Linked DNA regions of Mus musculus: regions 1, 2 and 3 are each linked to region 4. The links are chromatin contacts, called in public Hi-C, HiChIP or PLAC-seq and Micro-C maps. All regions are on one chromosome and are shown on one strand. The core of a region is the stretch at or near the end of the contact, and the rest is flanking DNA. Distances in the headings are between cores, read along the strand shown.

Region 1 (2,736 bases), core at 173-2,672, 480 kb after region 4:
GTTTACTTAATTTGAAGGGACATTTCATAATTCTAGATAAATTGGAATTACAAGTCAGATAAAATTTACGAACAGATTATAGTGATCTTGCCCTCTAGAGGTCTAGGAAGAGTGGGTTTTGCCACATTGGTAATAATTGTTGATAGAGTTTTTTTTTCTTCTTCTTCTTCTTCAAGACAGAAAGCTACTATTTTAGGAATTGAGTCTTTCTTGGATTCAATGACAGAAATGATCAATTCTTCAGAAACCAAAATGGCTCATGATTAAAAAGAGTGGGGAATATTAGTGTTCAATGAAGCAGTGTGGAATTAAAATGCTTTAAGAAATATCTTATGAAGGCATAGTGGTTACGAAGGAAATGGCTGCATCCAAATTAGGCTTCTAATATCCAGTTTAGAAGGGGGAAATATTAAATGTGATATTTAACAATATTTTGTACTTGAAGAGCTGTGCTAAATACTACAAACCTTGTATCATATAATTCTTACAGCCATATAAATCATATCTACATTTTAACTCTGTGGATTATAAATATTAAATTATTTCCTTCAGGACATGTGGTTAGTACCCATCCCAGTTTCAACCAATGTAAGACTGGTCAAGGATTGTGTCCTTTTTCAGTTGTTACTTCGTGACTTTTAACCTCACTGTGTCAATATGAGTGTCAACCCCCTCACACTGTACCAGATTTTTTAAAATTTTACTTCTAGTTTATGTCTTTTGGTAATTTTTTAGACACAACTAGGACTACCTTTAGTATAATCTTTAGTATAAAGATTAATATTAACCAGATCTCACCAAAGAAGAAGCCTTGGGTCAATTAAGTGAGAACATTAGAGGGATTTGAAGAGTGTAACGAACAGCTAATTTCCTTGTGCCTCCTTCTGAATGCATGTGGGCATTGTGCATTGCTTTCTGCTCTGCTCAGGGAAGCTCAAACACTGAAGAGAGAGGTAAGAATTTCAAATAGGAGCTAACACATGGTCTTAGCTGTACAGAAACACAGTTCAGGAAATGACATAGCTGGGACTGTCAGTTTCCAAGGATTTTTTCACTTGCTTTATTATGATAACTGCAAAAAACCCACATTTACCTATTATATACAGAAGGCAGGGGTTCACAGAAAAATGAGGAGCCAAGTTTTGTGCCTCAAATGCTTTAATAATTTTCTCCCAGAAGGTTTAAAAGTTACTAGAACAGGATTGGGTCTTTGGACTTGCTCGTCCACGGCTTTGCTCTGGAGAGTGCTGGATGAGAGGGTGTCTTCTGCCAGAATCCACAGCTGGACGACCCATCTCAAGCCTTGCTCCTCCTACCATCTTCCCTGTAGCGATGAATCTGGACAGCTCTGCTCTGAGGCACAGCTTTCGGGACTTGGACTAGGGAGGAGTCAGTCTTTGTGGGAAACGGAAATGCCATGGTGCAGGTCCAAGGTCCACTGGGCATGAAGAGAGGCTGGAAAGATCAGCCGGAAAGAGTGTGTCATTATATCCTTGGTGTTTCCCTCTCGGACTTCAGCCCTTCTCTTCTGCCAGCTCTCTGTATGGCTGCCCAAATCAACAGGGAAGAGTAAAAAACAAAACAAAATACAAACTGATCAGTCCAGCAGCTGTTAAAAGTTTTCAGTGACATAATATCAGTCATCTTCTCTCCTTCCTTCAAATGGAGGGTGAAAGAGGGGTCCTGGGCTAGCCACTCCCACCTGTCCCTTTAGACCTCAAACTCATACTAGGGCCTTTCTCATCACAGTACTTTGGTTTCTGACAGGTTGCCACGTGCCTCTGATGACGGCAAATATCTCTCCATCCGGCCCTTTGCTTTTGGACTTCGGGGAGTACAGAGTGAGCTCTCAATAAGTATAGATTGTGTGGCTGCCCAATTTGACTTTTAAAAATGAGGTAGATCTTTGGGGGAGAGATTTGTTCAATTCACTGACAGCCAATAGTCCTTGAGACTGCTTTCTACCAAATTGAAAAATGACTCCGACATATGAATACAAATAAACTGATAATTCTAGTCCATTCATTTGTTTCTTCATTCAGTAAGAAGTAATTTGAGTGACTTCTATGCAGTCGACATGGCTCCAGGCCAAGAAAACACAGTGGCAGATTAATAGATACAGTCTCAGCCTTAAGAAGGTTCACAATCTCATAGAAGAATCATCTAAAGTAAGAGAACCAAGGATACATATATCATACTATTTTATATTAAATTACAAGAAAATATGACTAGAGTTATGATTTCAATGTAAAAAATAGTCCTCTTTTATACACATGTACTTAAATATTGCCTAAGATTTTTATTCTTTTGTATAACGTTTAATTGCATCTTCCTCTGCTTAGTGAGCATAGGGAGTGTACATAACACCATAAATAGCCAATATTTTTAGTACTTTTCGTGTTGGTTATTATAAAGTTGCTCAAGCTTTGTCTCACATTGTGCTAAGTACTGAACAGAAAAGAAGAATTAAAATTATTGGGCAGTCTTCTAAGCCAATTATTTCTCTATGATATTAATTTAATTCTCATTTGATCTTTATGAGATTATTGCTATTATTATATGTAAAATAGCCCAGCCAAATTCATATAACTATTAACTATCTACAGTCAAATATGATCCCAGATGGTTGCCTTTCATAGTGACCATTCAAAAAATACCGTACTCTATTACACATTAGAACATATCATAGTGTGCTACAAAATACAAAGGACAACAATTATTTTCAATGGTACATAC
Region 2 (2,700 bases), core at 74-2,573, 280 kb after region 4:
TTTTTTTAGCCTAGAGGAGTGGTATCACCCCCCTCATAGGAAGGAGAATACACAGGGAAATTCCCATCAAATGATCTGACCTTGGTCCCTGTGGAGATACCCTGTGCTGTCTACTCTCCTGTACTTAGATTTCCTTCGAAATCTTTTGATCTATTGATCACTGCCTCGAGCTCTTATTTATATATTCTGTACAGCATTGTACTGCTTGAGATTTCCATTTGTTGATTGCATGAATAGATCACCTTCTTTTTCTTTCCTTACCTTCTGCCTATGCTATTATAACCGGTCGTTATTGTCTCTCTATTTCCAACACTGGGACTTTGGTCTCCGTGACTTCTTTTAAGACCTCTGACAGTTGTGTTTTGTTTTCCCCATTTTGTGCTAGGACATTGGAGCTCTGCAAGGTGAGGTCACATGCTAATGAGTGGTGCAGCCAGGCTTTGTAACTGGGTATATCTGACAACAAGGATCCTCATTCCTCCCCAGGATCCTCACACCTATCACTTGCTGGCACTTAGCACGCATCGCCTCTTTTTATCTTCTTAACAGCCTTGTAAATTAAGTATTATTTTTCTATTTTACTGCAGAGGATAAAGCTTAGAAAAAGACGTTAGGTAAGTACGCCAGAGGCACACAGCCAATAAATGTTCTCAAATCCAATGTCAGATGACAGCCCTCCACTTCCTTTCTGCTCTCTGCTTTGTGAATGAACCAGTGAGTAAGTTGAACGGGTCACCTTCCTACTCTCCTTCTACTAGTCTTTACTTCTTTGATTCTCTTTAAAAATATGTGAGTCTGCAAATAAAAAAATCTAAAACATGTTGTAGGTTTAAAAAAAAAAACCCCAAACACGTGGTGGTAGGGGGGTGGATACAGAAAAGTCAATATACCAAAGCAGTGTGGAGTAACCTTCCACCCAGAGTGGCTGCTTTCCTCCCTCACCAACCCCCTTTCCTGCCCTTGGCTTGTGTCCTCTTAGCCAAGAGTCACATTCTTTCCCTACCTCTTCCAGCACAAACTCCCTTTGGGGGTCCGAGTTTCCCTGCTGTGGCACTTGGCATAACGTGCTACACACACATTTGCAAAACTAATCAAGTGTGGAAGGGACACAGAGTCCCAGCACTCCAAAGGTGGCAGCCACCACAGCTGCAAGTCCCTCTTTGCTAGCGCCAGAGGTGTGGAAGTGCAGGTGACTCTCCAGAACTCAGCCTCAGTTGTCCTCCCCTGGGATGGTGGAGCAACAGAGGCCATAGCAACGGAAAATGCCACTGAATGCTCCACGCGGTGGCATGTGCTGGCTGCCTCTGGGAGCCTTACGTTCTAAGCCAAAGTTCAGCTGAAGGGCAGTAGCCGTGCCAGCGAGTCATGCGACTCTCATGTTGGTTAGTGTGTCACTTTGAACGTTCTTATGTGATATTATTATGACTAACCCAGTGCTGACAGCATGAGACAGATTACAGGGTCCATGTGACAATTACCAAAGACATCACTGACTGAACTGTACAGTTTACATTAACTCATTACTTCTCAGATTACGATCCCGTAGGAATTTGACCCCTTAAGAGCCTGGTTAGGGGAGAAAGGGGAGAAAAGCAGAAAAGTCCCTTGAATCCTGAAAAATTCCACAGGTTCCCCATTTGGGTGGGCTTTGGGACACAATTTATTTTGTTCAAAAGCTTGTGTGGTATATGTTTTTTTTTTTAACTTTTTTTTTTTCTAAATCAGTGGTGATAGTTGTTCATGTATCAAAATCTTTCTTTTCTTCTGCCTCGTACTGATAAAATGTTGTGCCTTTGTTGGGGTTAAGGTTGGTATTTATGATACTAGAGAACTGAATGGCAGTCCTAGCCAAAGAAATAGCCCTTCAGCCTTGTACCTAAATGTCATAGCTGAGAGGGCGTTACACCCCACCATATGATTGGCATCTTAGATGGTGCAAAAGAAACACAGGAATTGCTGTTATTTATTATTTATATTTTGCCCCCGAGTGCATCTGGGAAAGCACAATGATAGGCAGCCCTGCAAGGACTGTGCCATCAAAAATGGCATTCACAGTCACTCACGGGGCAGAGAAGGATTTTGCTGTGTTTGAAGCCAGGTGCAACAAAATAAATGGTCTTTGAGTCTGAATAGAAAAGAAACTTCAAATCTGGTTTGGAGCCATAAAAGTAAATAAAGCAGGGTGTCTGGATGAAAATTCTGATGTTATCCTTGGAAGCCGTGCAAGGTGCTAACATACAAATAAAGTATGCTAGAATGACAGACAGTGAGGCTGGTAAACTTGTGAAAGGTGTTCCATAGCCATAGTAGGAATGCTTCTTTGATGAGCTTAGGGCCTCTTTAACACTCTGCTATAAAGTGGAACAATACTAATATCTTCCTCATAGGGCTATTAAAAAGATTTAATGAGAAGAGCCTTGTAAAGACTTAGTCTAGGGCAAATGAATGCTCAGTAAAAGGTGTCAGGTGTTAGCCTCCTCATTATTCCAGTTATTGTTATTATCTCTAGGAAAATGATCCATAGAAGAAGGCAGCAAAATGTGAATCCTTGATTGAAATGTTGTCGTTTCTGGGAGGATTCAACCTTGGGACTGTCTCAGCCCTTTTCCATTGACATCAAAGCCATTCTAAGCATTGGCCCTTCCACACACTGATTTCCACACACAGGTATTTCCTGTCTACAAATAGCTGGTACTGAAC
Region 3 (2,817 bases), core at 75-2,574, 310 kb after region 4:
AGTCTGTGGGGTTTGAGGTATTGTGAAAATATGTTTTCAAAGGTCCCCTGTGCATTTCTCACTGGGCCTGGAAGGGTTAAGTCTGAGCACCCAAGTGTTATGGAAAGTGCTGAGAGTTGGTTATGTCCTCTGTCTGTAATGTCACAGGAAAAACAGTGGCACCTGCATTACCCCTCATTGACTCAGGAACGACAAAAAAGTATTAGTAAGCAAAGCTCAAGAAATGAGTATCTCTGCTGATACCATTTCAGTGTTTTTCCTTCATTCCCTGGACATTCTTGATTTCAAAAACAAACTGTACAGCCCAAGGCACTAGGGTTGGAGTCCAATGTTTATTCAAAAAGGCACCCTGAAGCCATGAGGAAGACTGTGCTACATATGAGAAAAGAAATAAGGGGTGGGGGCAGGTGAGTAGCTAAGCTGTTTCAGGGATGGCAGCAGCAATTGTATTTTCTAGCATTTGTTTTCTGGGAGCCTATGAGATCCACGGAAAGAATCATGAGGGGGAACCCAAGAGTCTAGGGTGTTGTGGCTTGCTTGCTTTACAAGGAGCAAGGCAAACTGCAGTAACAGTTTAGGAGACTGCATTCTCTACTGCCAAGGAGACAGCTGATTTGGGGTAGAGAAATTTGTTTAGACCTAAACAAATGTGGCGGTTTTGTTGACTAAACATGGAAAGAAAGAAAGAAAGAAAGAAAGAAAGAAAGAAAGAAAGAAAGAAAGAAAGAAACAAAGAAAGAAAGAAAGAAAGGAAGGAAGGAAGGAAGAAAGGAAGAAAGGAAGGAAGGAAGGAAGGAAAGAAAGGAGAGAGAGAAAGAAAATCGGGGGTGTTGCCTTCAAACACTCCTCTAATAGGGAGGGAAAAAAAAGAATCTCATGAAAATGTATCACATGAGGAGCGCTTGCTTCAGTTCCAAGCTGAGTCTGGGGCTACTTGGAAACCATTTCTTAAAGCACACACATTTTAGGCAAGGGTGTAGTTACTGTGTCAGTAACAGGGGATCTTTGCTATTTGCCTGTTTTGGATGGAAAATAAATTTAAAAAAAAAAGATTGCAGGAGATTTGAGTTATTATGTGAGCAGGGCTCCGGTTTAGAGTTGGTGGCATTCAAAGCTGGCTTCAGTCACAGTGTGATGCTTGAAGCCTCCCAAAGGCCAAGTGTTTCCTTTTCTTTCTTCTATTTTTTTTTTCCTCTCTCTCTAAGCGTTACTTCACTGAGGCAGAGGGCTGCCTTGGAGTGACGTCAGGAGTTTGTGCAGCAAGCTTGCACAGGAGAAGGGAGGCTGGGTGAGTGACAGCCCAGCCTACTTTTTAATAGCTTTGTCATGTGACTGGGGACTGTAGTAAGACAGGTGCCTTCAGTTCACTCTCAGTAAGGGGCTGGTTGCCTGCATGAGTGTGTGCTGTGTGTCAGAGTGGATTGGAGTTGAAAAAGCTTGACTGGCGTCATTCGGGAGCTGGATGGCTTGGGACATGTGCAGCCAAGACTCTGTATGGAGTGACATAGAGGTGAGCTGGGGCTGAGTATTGCAGGACCGGAGCTTCTCTCAGATGCAATGATTCCTGGAGGGGGGGGGGGATGGGCTAGGGGAGAGGAGGGGACATAGAAAGTGGCTCAGCGGGAGCTTTTGGAGGGGGAAATCTCCATCTTATCTTAACTCCAATAAGTTTGCTATTTTAAGGTGGCTCGGAGATGCCTTGAGCAAATCAAAGCTTAGCTGCTGTCATCAGTATCTGTAGCAGTTAGAAACTCTTTCCATGTGCCTTTGGCTCTGTTTCTACTCATATGCAATATTTATGCTCTAAGATATTGATATGAATCAGGAGCTGAAGTCTTTCCAGTGTTCAGTGGCCTGCTTGGAAAAATGCCATTTCTATTTATAAGAAAATGAAGATAAACATTAAAATGAATTGTGTTAAAAAGAGAGTCCGTTTTGACTCTCGTCAGGATTTATCTTTTCCGCCCTCCTCTCTCTGTTCATTAAACAGAGAATTTACAAGACCCTAAATATTCCTGCTGGGTCTGAGTTAGGTTGCTTTTCCCACAGAACACAAAACGACAGTGCTGTTTCCTTTAAAACACTTGTGTGCGGCTGAAAGGGTTGGCTAGCGAGTTAAAAAAAAAAAAAAAAATCCCAGCCTTAAGAGACCAAAGCTTTCTGTTTGCTTCTGTGGCGAGAAACCGAACGGTTAAATCTCTCTACCACGGAGAGCTGCCTGAAGCCGGGAGAGAATGGAGTTTATGCAGACCGTGTGTGGAGCAGCTCACTGCTTGTGTAAAAATAGACCGCAATACATCAATTCCACAGTCTCTGCTGGCTACAATTCATACAGGGGAGGAAAAAACACAAGCAGTTTCCCCGTAATCTCTGGAGTCTAGCTGGGGCCAGAGGACTTCAGCGTGTTTGCATTCAGTACAATGGAATGTTCTCGGGGAAAGTTTGAGCAAGTTGGAAAACAAGTGAAACTTTTGTGGACTCTGGTGAGATGGACCCGAATTGAATTGCGCGGAGGATCGGAGCTGCTAACTAACAATGGTGCTTCCTCCCGGTAGCGGGGGCACGTAGGGTAAGGGGGAGGGTCAAGTGCCACACGTGATTTGATTAAATAAGATGTCCGTGTGGTGCAGTGATACACATCTAAAGTGAAAATGATTTGGCGAGGCCGCCTGCGAATGCATTTTTCCTATCTAGCCAGGCGTGCCCTGGGTCCTTAACTCTTTGCTGGGTCTGCAGATGTTGGCTCCGTTTGCTTTCCCTAGGCTTTGGCAGATCGGATTTGCAGGTTATAATTATTGTTATCTTGTGATTTCTTGG
Region 4 (2,854 bases), core at 194-2,693:
GTCTGGCTAGCCTGGTGTCACTCCCTGAATCCCGGGGTGTGTCAGGGTCTACCTAGCCATTCTCCAAACAGTTCAACCATATATGAACAGCAGGGCATTTATATCAGCTCCACAGAACAAAATATGCCTAAGCCATAAAGGAAGGGGGTGGATATGAACTCCCTATGAGGGTTCATCTCCTGCTTCTTGAATCTTGGCAACACCTTCTCTAGCTGTGCTCAGGGGAGTGACAGTCAGCCTTCTTTCTATTTGCCTTCCGTAGGTAACGACTGCCTTTTAAGTTAGAGTCTCTGGTAGAGCAGAAGACTTAAGTGCTGGCTTTCTCTATAATTTAGAAAAGCATGGGATAGGGAGATGGCGAGTTTGGTAAAGTGCTTGCTACTTGATGCTACAAGTATAAAGACCCAAGCCTGGATCTCTAGTACCCATGAGAAAAAGTCTGGGTATAACAGCACGTACCTGTAATACCAAAGCTGAGGAGGCAAAGTCAGGAAGATCCCTTGGTCTTGTTAACCTGCTAATCTAACCAAGTTCAATGAGAGACTCTGTCTCCAAAGCCAATTTGGAGGAGCTAAGGCCGTAGCTCAGATGGTAGTGTGCTTGACCAGCACGCATGAAGATTTGGGTTTGATATCCAGCACCATATGCGTAGCTACAACTGCAGCATGGCAGAGGCAGAGGTTGGAGAATCATGAGTCCAAAGTCATCCTCAGAGGAAACAAATAATAAAGTGGAGATTAATCAAGAAAGGCACCTATTGTCGAGCTCTGGCTTCCACATGTACCTGCATACACATATGTGCGTATACATAGAAAATAAAACAGGTTTGGATACACAGCGTAAGGTCCCTGATTTCAGTGTTCTCCTCACCCAGAGCTAGTTACTTACTGCTATAGCTGTTAGCTTTAAAAAAAAGAATGAAAATTGAGTACCTACTGTGGGCCGTGCGCATGCCAGGCAAGCACTAGGGGTGCCAAGAAGAGGAGCCTGCAGGAGCCTGTAAAGAGAATAGCATCGTATGCTGACATAAGTAAGCAATTGCGGTTTAAAGAACCGAGGCGATCATATTCATTACTCCTTTAAAAAACTCAAGTGCCTTAAAACGGTGAGCTATTATTGTTATTAACTCTAGTAGGGAAAGTGTGGGGAGAAAGTCAGAAAATGCCAGTAAAATCTAGGTTGGGGGTTGAGCTTTCTGCATCGCCTAGGCTCCTACTGGGCAAGGCGCCAAGAGCCCGAGCCCCTCCAAGAGCGCGCGCCCTGGCTCCTGCTTGCTTTTGACCTTTCTGGAGAGTGCTTATATGAACACACTTCATTTTCAAAAGTTTAAAAATACACACTTGGAATTGTAGATGATCAAGCACGAATCCCAGGTCATACGTGGGTGGTAGGATTTGTGCTGATCTCGAAGTGCTCGGAGGCCATGTGCCCTGCGATTTGACGTCAGTCCAGCCGGGGAGGTAGTCAGCGTCTATGCCGGGCTGTGTGGTCAGTCGGTGAGGCAATGTGTTTTCAGAGCCTGTGAATCAATTCCCTCTAGGAAAAAAAAAAAAAACCCACACACCACGCTGATCAACCGGATTTACCACTGTTGAAATCCCTGATTTTGCAATATTTAAGCACTTTCTCAGCTGAGAAGGTAGAACAGGGTAAGCAGAAAATAAAAAGGCACACAGATTCATTTGAACCAAACCTTCTCTTTTTGAATGTCGACCTTTGCTTTTCCAAATTGGGCAAAGGAGTAATTATCAGAAATCCCTTGGTAAAAGGTTGTGTGGTGGCAGTTTGAGGAAACAGTTTTATATTTATAAATCCTCTGATTTTTTTTTTCTTTGCTAGTTACCAGCATCCTTCTGATTTAATTTTTCGTGCCTACACTGTGAAGTAGGGGGAACATTCACAACTACATTCTAGATGATGACACTTGGGTCTGACAATTTCTGACTTATCCAAAGCCCTTAAACCGAGGGCAAAGCCCAAGAGAGGAGAGGCTGAGGGGAACCAGAATTACTCGAGCAAAACCCCATTGGATTTAATTCTTTGCACAGTCCTATGGGGATCAGAGTTCCCATTCTCCCTATAGGATTGCTAAACAGAGGCCGTGCAATTATTAGAGTTGAAACTGGAGATCTAGCCTAGATCTCCTTGAACTCATATCTGTATTCCATACTCCATTAAGTTATGAAGGTAACTCATGAACGTTTGTTTCAGGCAACCTAGCACTGGGTTGTATGTAGGGCTCTGCAGGTTTGAAGGACACTCTAGGTAAACAGTGCAATCTTTGACCTTGTGTGGATGATGCTCAAGAATCAAGGGGTGAGTGTAGGAGATGTGAAAGGTTGGAGTTATATTGAAAAAAAAGACCTTGGTAGTGCCACACAGGAGTTTAGATAGCATCTGAGAGGCCATGGGGGAAGCCACGGGAATTCAGTCTAATGAGATGTGTGGTTGGAGGATGCTTTTCGTCTAGTCTGAAGATTTATGATATTCTCACACTACGTGTTATTCTGAATACACTAAAGCATTTTTTGTGCTGCTGATGCTGCCTGATGAACACTATAAAACATGAGAACTAAAAATGTAAAGATTCAGAAAGTCACATGCACGGAGCCCTGTGGACTTTCTGTATCCCACTTTGAAGCCTACAACTTAGGCTTGGCTGCTTTCCCGTTATGACTATTCATCTTTGATGTCATTGATTAGAATAAGAAATGCGCAAGGCATTAGTGAGGCACAGTTTTGGATGTGTCTGTGTGTCTGTCAGTGCTGTCCCAGTCAGGCTTAACTGAGGGAAGGTGACCTGACCTGAGTGTAGACAGCACCGTCTTGTGGGCTAGGATCTTGGATAGACTAA

What was found. A called contact is a pair of places that touch in the nucleus more often than the background predicts. HiChIP or PLAC-seq counts read pairs in DNA pulled down with a chosen protein or histone mark.
Region 1: a contact with region 4 is called in a Hi-C map of liver, with 2.5 times the contacts expected there. The contact joins two enhancer-like sites. A contact is called at or near these places in 2 of 484 Hi-C or Micro-C datasets (both in liver).
Region 2: a Micro-C map of brown adipocytes shows a contact between it and region 4, with 2.9 times the contacts expected there. The contact joins two enhancer-like sites. A contact is called at or near these places in 4 of 484 Hi-C or Micro-C datasets (the C2C12 cell line, the G1E-ER4 cell line, brown adipocytes and 1 more).
Region 3: a contact with region 4 is called in an H3K27ac HiChIP or PLAC-seq map of hepatocytes, with 6 times the contacts expected there. The contact joins the promoter of Ppargc1a here to the enhancer-like site in region 4. A contact is called at or near these places in 3 of 484 Hi-C or Micro-C datasets (brown adipocytes, liver and myocytes) and 3 of 115 datasets of contacts at active chromatin or transcription factors (cardiomyocytes, hepatocytes and neural progenitor cells).

What each region holds. Positions count from the first base shown.
Region 1 is chr5:51,390,152-51,392,887 of GRCm38.p6, reverse strand. No RefSeq gene overlaps it. Among named protein-coding and RNA genes, the nearest start is that of Gm29924, 100 kb to the right of the region's middle. Within about 2 kb of position 1,422, at least 23 of the 459 cell types and tissues checked have an H3K27ac peak or open chromatin away from gene starts, as enhancers often do. A contact at or near this core is called in liver, where this site is marked.
Region 2 is chr5:51,590,329-51,593,028 of GRCm38.p6, reverse strand. It overlaps a transcript of Ppargc1a not described here. Among named protein-coding and RNA genes, the nearest start is that of Ppargc1a, 38 kb to the right of the region's middle. Within about 2 kb of position 1,323, at least 35 of the 459 cell types and tissues checked have an H3K27ac peak or open chromatin away from gene starts, as enhancers often do. A contact at or near this core is called in brown adipocytes and liver, where this site is marked.
Region 3 is chr5:51,552,428-51,555,244 of GRCm38.p6, reverse strand. It overlaps Ppargc1a (peroxisome proliferative activated receptor, gamma, coactivator 1 alpha), which reads left to right and starts at 1,324. Exons shown (of 13, transcript NM_008904.2): 1 at 1,324-1,510. The coding sequence starts at 1,463.
Region 4 is chr5:51,867,015-51,869,868 of GRCm38.p6, reverse strand. It overlaps a transcript of Ppargc1a not described here. Among named protein-coding and RNA genes, the nearest start is that of Gm40302, 260 kb to the left of the region's middle. Within about 2 kb of position 1,443, at least 25 of the 459 cell types and tissues checked have an H3K27ac peak or open chromatin away from gene starts, as enhancers often do. A contact at or near this core is called in brown adipocytes, hepatocytes and liver, where this site is marked.